Regions from separate parts of the Gasterosteus aculeatus genome. Here region 2 is linked to region 1. Evidence: chromatin contacts called from public Hi-C data. All regions are on one chromosome and are shown on one strand. The core of a region is the stretch at or near the end of the contact, and the rest is flanking DNA. Distances in the headings are between cores, read along the strand shown.

What was found. Hi-C and Micro-C count contacts between places; a contact is called where the count stands out from the background.
Region 2: a contact with region 1 is called in a Hi-C map of liver, with 5 times the contacts expected there. The contact joins the enhancer-like site here to the promoter of LOC120821320 in region 1. A contact is called at or near these places in 6 of 6 Hi-C or Micro-C datasets (blood and trunk muscle, liver, skeletal muscle and 2 more).

What each region holds. Positions count from the first base shown.
Region 1 is chr7:9,808,218-9,811,650 of fGasAcu3.hap1.1, reverse strand. It overlaps LOC120821320 (up-regulator of cell proliferation), which reads right to left and starts at 1,798. Exons shown (of 4, transcript XM_040179735.2): 1 at 1,079-1,798. It overlaps pop7 (POP7 homolog, ribonuclease P/MRP subunit), which reads left to right and starts at 2,198. Exons shown (of 2, transcript XM_040179741.2): 1 at 2,198-2,522.
Region 2 is chr7:9,841,096-9,844,528 of fGasAcu3.hap1.1, reverse strand. nlgn2a (neuroligin 2a) reads left to right here. Exons shown (of 7, transcript NM_001267665.1): 6 at 26-392; 7 at 1,415-2,234. The coding sequence ends at 2,234. Among protein-coding and RNA genes, the nearest start is that of LOC120821320, 33 kb to the right of the region's middle. Within about 2 kb of position 1,743, at least 2 of the 9 cell types and tissues checked have open chromatin away from gene starts, as enhancers often do.

The sequences.
Region 1 (3,433 bases), core at 549-3,048:
ATAGCTATTGGTAACTTTGCTTAGCTATGTAACTATTTTTATACTTGCTTATCACGTGGAGGATCAGGAGGGGTACGAATATGAAGAATTTGTTCTATCACGTTTTTAACATTGTGTGTGCGGTATGTAAATGTACAACTTTGGTAAATCTAGTGTAACTATGAACACAATGAACTAAAAAGTTTCAGAGAGCTAAAGGTTATTCAAAGAGTTCAAAGAGTCAACTGTAAAGTTAAACTTTAACATGCTCTTGAGCCCCTTCCTAACCTCTTCCTGCAGCGCTTATCGTTTTCATATTGCACAGTACTTAACAAACATAAGCAACATGAATCATAATGTCATAAAAAAACTAGAACATTTTGCCATTTGCAAACATGTATGGTTTCTTGGTCAAATTGTTTCTTCCCCATGCAACCTTGGAAGGTGTTTTGTCCCGTACCGGGTCATGAGCAAATATATCACAGCAGAACACTCCCTCTACTCTGCTGGGGGAAGCCACTTCCTTAAACATGGAGTTTATCAAAATCAGAATTTTTCAGGTTTAAATTCAATTAGTTTCACATTGCAAATCATTTAAAAAACGGTGCGTTGTAAGTGTAGAGGGGAAATGTTTTTTGTGTGTTCCAATATCAATTTAAATTCATTTTTATACAGTAATGATAGATGTTGAGATTCCCATACGTCATCATACAAAACAAACGTGTACTAATCGGTCTTTAATCATCAGTTTATGGCGTGAAAATATGAAACTTTGGTAAATACATGACTGTAAACCCAAAAGAGTGATTTAGATTAACTGCGCACAAATTCTGTGCTGAGTCAAAGGAAGAGTCTAACATTTTATCGGTGAAATATTTAGTATCCGCAATGAAGTCAAACGATTCAGGGCGATTGGTCAACAAAATAAACCCCAAAAGGTTTCGTAAATGACGAAGTCTGCACCAGATTGAGGTGACTGTCAAGTTCGAGGGAGTTTACAGCGATCTCCATTTTGGTTTCCTCGACTTGTTATAAAGATATTCTCAATCGTCACATAACTGCAAAGTAACGAACAAAACAGTAGCATCAAGAGACCCACCTCCCGGAGAACGGGTGTCCCCCCCTGGCCATGCAGCGACCTTTCTCCGTGCAGCTTTGAGTTGTGTTTGTCCTGTACGAGGCGCGCCGCGGGTGCGGTTCCCCTGCAGACCTCTCCTTATGTCCTCCTGCTGGGGAGAAAAGTTTCACTTTCGTTGTAGGGTTTCTTGATCACGTGGTTTCTCGGAACCGTAAACTGGGTTATGAAACTCAAGCAGCACTTCACACTGTTTCATCCATTAAGTAGTTCTCTCTGCTGTGCTGCACAATTTACACCTCGTTAGGAAATTAATTTCGAGTCCATGAAAATCACGATGTTTAAACATCTTCTCCTCGTGCAGCACAGTCAGGCTTAAATAACATTTTCACGTTACACTTAAAAAGCCATACAATTTAGCAATCCTCAAATTGAAATAGATTGGATGGCCCTAACTAGAAAATGTTCCACCAGCAGCCACTGTTATTGTATAATTTTCCTTCCCTGATTTTTCTTGTGAGGCAGGGATTTCCCCTCTTGGCCACTGTAGGCCCTAGAGAGAACAAGAACAAGAACAATACATTTTTACTTGGAGCATCATATTCACATGCGGTAGACATTGCCTAATCCAATATACTAACTTGTTATCAACGATGGCATTTAATTGTTTTCCCTCCATTGAAATTTCATGTTTTTTTCATGGAATTGCTCCGTGTGGAGATTTAAGCACATGAAGCGTGACCACTTACATTAAGAGAATTGAGGAATCCGTACAAGTGAGAGATTTCTTAATCAAATTAATGAAAAATATGAAAATAATAAGAACATTTTGAAGACATATGGAGTTCTAAACATTTGTCAACTTCAAACTTCTCCATATAGTATCTTGATCGACATTTTCTGACAACTGTTTGTCAGTGGTCTATAAATGGTTTGAGAACTGTGTTGAATGCATATGTCTGGATTCAACTATTAAATGATGATGTCATATATACACACACACTCACCAGCCACTTTATTAGGTACACCTGTACCTGTACCTGTTCAATTGCTTGTTAACACAAATTGCTAATCAGCCAACCTTTAACCAACAAAGTGTACTTATTGAAGTGACTGTTGAGTGTTTCATTTTGGCAGAATAAACACGGATAAATCCCACCTTTTGCGAAAATAGAACGGTTTAATGGGATTTTTCAAATCGAAAAACTTAACGTTAATGATTGATTATCAGATCATAATTATCTATCGAGAGACGTTAGCGACGTGCTCACGGACAGGCTGCCTGAAGTGTGTCACTTCCGTTTAAGGAGAGTGGCAGAGGTAATTCACTTCCGGGGGGCACGGAAAATAAACAGCTAGCAGTAGTTGGCTAAAGCCAATGCTACTGTTTCACAAATGCGTGTAACGCGTCTTCGGTTTATATCGATGATGTAAGGCGTGTTTCTTGACTTGAAATCATCTTCTGAAGGTAAGCGTGCTCATCACATGGCTGTACTGCTAGCTTAGCTTAACGTTAGCTGCCCCAGCGCTCCCGGGCTCGGTAGCGTTAGCTTGCTGTAACGTGTGCGTGCGGTTACCACACTGTGGTAGCATCGGTTATGCGCGCTGCTCCATAACACAGCGTGTTTTTCTGTCATTTAAACGTTGATTTTAGTTCCTCAAGTTTTGTGACCAAATGTCAAACATTGCGTCTCAACAGATGGGTTATATTCACTCTGACAGTTAAATGGGATATCTGTATCATCTGTTTCTATTGCAATAGTTGTTATGTTATATTCTCCTAGTCGTATTGACATGGAACGTGAATTATTTCCATTAGCAGTGTAGTAACTTTAGTATGATTCCGTTTATTTACTGGTCCTGTTACCTGTTTAGTAACATTAATTAGTCCTATTTGGAGATAATTAACGTTTCGGGTTGTTATTTTGTCTATTACTCCTGCAGTCATAAACATATAAGCAAGTGTTGGGAAAAAGATCAGTTTACAACATTTCAATAAAGGTGAAATTTATGAGTTAACCGTTCAGCCAAATTTGTCTGGCTCGATTAGATGAGTTACAGCTGCATTTTGTTGTTGTTGTTGTTGTTATATCAGTACAATTACGTCAGGGTTTTGAGCTGAAATAATAGTAATAACTGTTGATTGACCCAAACTGAATCACTTACCCTGTGTGAGGTGTTTATTAAAAATATTGTATAACATAAAGCGCTAGATTTAAGAATCAAACTGTCTTTGTTTGAGTCTTGAGCTTTGGACCGGTTGTAGATAGTAACAATTTTTTTAAGAGCGTGGCTAAATGTTGATGGGAATTGTTAATGTTTGCATACTTTTTATAGACCCCGTCCAGCAGATAATATTGCTACGCAAAACACAATAAT
Region 2 (3,433 bases), core at 494-2,993, 33 kb before region 1:
TCCTCTCCCGCGTCTTATCCTTCAGGCAAAGACATCCTGAGGGAGACCATTAAATTCATGTACACTGACTGGGCGGACAGGGACAATGGCGACATGCGGAGGAAGACGCTCCTAGCCCTGTTTACGGACCACCAGTGGGTGGCGCCCGCTGTGGCCACGGCCAAACTCCACGCAGAGTTTCAGTCGCCGGTTTACTTCTACACCTTCTACCACCACTGCCAGACGGAGACGCGCCCCGAGTGGGCCGATGCCGCCCACGGAGATGAGATACCGTACGTGTTTGGCGTTCCCATGATCGGTGCTACAGATCTGTTCCCGTGCAACTTCTCCAAGAATGATGTGATGTTGAGCGCCGTTGTCATGACTTACTGGACCAACTTCGCCAAGACTGGGTAAGCCGCCTGTCACGACGACATGATACGTTTGGTTTTAGCTGTGGTGTGGCTCAGGGATAAACTAAATAATGCCCGATAGGTCAAAGGCAGTGCCAGTAGATCACCTACCATTAATAAAATAAATAACCTCACGCATGCGGCGACGGACAACTAATGCTAATGCTAACTAGCAATCCCTGTGAACTAACAGATTTAATTTCATTCAAAAGCAACCCTGGCTGATTCAAGTCAGTGCAACTCATCGAGTAAGGTGATGACCAAGACTGTCCGGAATGGTTGTGACGAGGCTTGTCAATAGATTATTAATTAATGATTAAAAAAATAATAATAAACACATTTTGAAATCCATTAACTTGATATTGGCGATAAATTCATTTTGTTGTTACAATGTTGATTTTAATGAATGTTTGTTATTCTTCCATATACTAAATCTTACAAGTAATGAGTAATCACTTAAACAACAGTGTCTTAAATATATGTTTTATAAACTGTTTATGTTATTTTAAACACAAAACTAGTCACATGAGATCATTTGGAGGCAGAATTCCACCAGGTGGAACATGTTGAACTAGCAACTCTTCCAGCTAGTTTAGCCTAGCAGCTAGCTTAGCATAGCGGTGCTTTAAGTAGTATGTTTGCCACTCACCGCCCTTCTGTTTGACACGTGGAAGGATTCCTCTGCACAGTTCTCTGCTGTATGTCGCGCCTCTGTTTTTGACTTCTGATGCAAAAGCGTCTTGAGCTGCTGTCTTGCTTTCTCCGATGTAACTGACTGCAGCTAGCGTCCGTTTCGGTCAACTTCCGGATGACTTGGTCAGTTGAAAAGTAACTTGAGAGCTGGGAAAGTGTGGCCACTCCTGGTCTAGTGCCTTAGATAGTAGTAGTAATAGTAGGGTTGTTCTGATCTTGTGAACCAAAGAAGTTCATAACTACACAGATGTAATTAATGTTTAGATAGCGACGCCGTTTAGCCAGACAATTAAAACTTTGACTGAGATGTCCCCTCTGTCCTACAATAGGGACCCCAACCTGCCAGTCCCTCAGGACACCAAGTTCATTCACACCAAACCCAACCGCTTTGAAGAGGTTATCTGGACCAAGTTCAACTCGAAGGACAAGCAGTACCTGCACATTGGATTAAAACCCCGCGTCAGAGACAACTACAGAGCTAACAAGGTGGCCTTTTGGCTGGAATTAGTCCCCCACCTCCATAGTCTACATGAGGAGCTCTTCCCCACTACGACCCGCTCTCCAGCAGGCCCGGGCCACGTCACCCCCAGATCGGGCCGCGGCCCAACCCGTCATCCTTACCCCACCTTCGCCTCTGATCCGGACCTCGACGGTTCGGAGCGTCCGCGACCGGAAATCTTCCCCGGAGACACCCGGGATTACTCCACGGAGCTGAGCGTGACAGTCGCCGTGGGGGCGTCGCTCCTCTTCCTCAACATCCTGGCATTCGCTGCCCTTTACTACAAGCGTGACAAGCGGCACGAGATGCGGCGCCACCGGCTGTCTCCTCAACGCGGCGGGACGGCCAACGACCTGGCTCACAGCCAAGAGGAGGAGATCATGTCCCTGCAGATGAAGCACTCGGAGCACGACGCTCACCACGACATGGAGCCCCTCCGGCCCCACGACATCCTACGGCCCGCCTGCCCGCCCGACTACACGCTGGCACTGCGCCGGGCCCCCGACGACGTGCCGCTAATGACACCCAACACCATCACCATGATCCCCAGTACCATCACCAGCATGCAGCCACTTCATGCCTTCAACACCTTCCCCTCCACCGGCCACAACAACACCCTGCCCCATCCCCACTCCACCACCAGGGTATAGTAGGAACTAGCACGACACAGCGCCACCTTTGGACTGGGGAGAGTGGCTCTGCTGGGGATCTAGAAGGGAGGCCCCTGGATGTGGGTCCTTGTTCTCTTCTCGTATTCACTTTCTCCACAAACAACACACCTCCTCCATTGTGTGCTGTCAAACTCAGCAGCTCCACCGGTGTCGTGTGGAGAAGCAACTGAACTGCATGGCAGCAGATGATCCGTTCAGGGGCGATTTAGATTGTTCAAAGATACGGTTTTCTAAGGTATGCCGTTTCCAGACTAAAGCCCCCTGACACTACGCTAAGAGACAAATGACTTTTGGCCCTCAAGGTTTTCTTCCTCTTCTTCTTTTCTCTCCCTGGCGTGCTACGTGCATTTAGCGATCTCTTTTCTACATCTTTGTCTTATCCCTGCTTTGTTCCTCTCATTCATGGGATTCTTTCCCTCTCCCCTGCGCTCCTTTGCTCCAGGAACTCACATGGTACCGAGCCGTAGGAGGGGGCCACTAGTAATCATTTAGCTAGGAAAACGTCGATATCTGATACTGTCATTCTACCAGCATTCTTGGTGCCAAGTATGTACTACTGTGTTTGCTTTTCATCGAGGGAGAAAAAACAAAAGAAAATCCTTGAGTATTCCTATTTACTGTCAATTAACAGATGATGTGTGTTCTCATGACAAAGTGCCAAACTGGCCCTCGATTGTGTTCCTTTTTCTTTCTTTCATGTTTTTCTGTTCAAGCATTTGTTTAGTTGTTGTCTTTTGTGGAAAGATCTTTTGCTGAAAATATAGATATAGAGAAATGATATTATATATATAGTTATATATAAATGTGTACAAAGGAGAAAGTATATAAGGGTTTTTCTCAGTGGGGATCTATGCATGAATTATTTTTCAAGATGATGACAAGGGAGGGTGGGTGGGGGGGGCGAGGACACTGTATCTGCCAATGCACGCTTCCCAAATCTAATATCATTTTGGCTCTGGATATCTTGGTTTATTTTCGAGAACTCACAGAACAAGAACATCACAGACAAAATCGTCTCTACCTTCCAACACCCATTTATTAAAAAGATCATCTCCACAAATCACAGAAGATGTTGATCAACTGTGAACATACTCCTCCATTCATTCTCTCCTACGTGGTGTTAATTAGAGCTTTTTCTCCAACCAGGTGATGCTTCATGCCGGCCACAGGCCCATCAT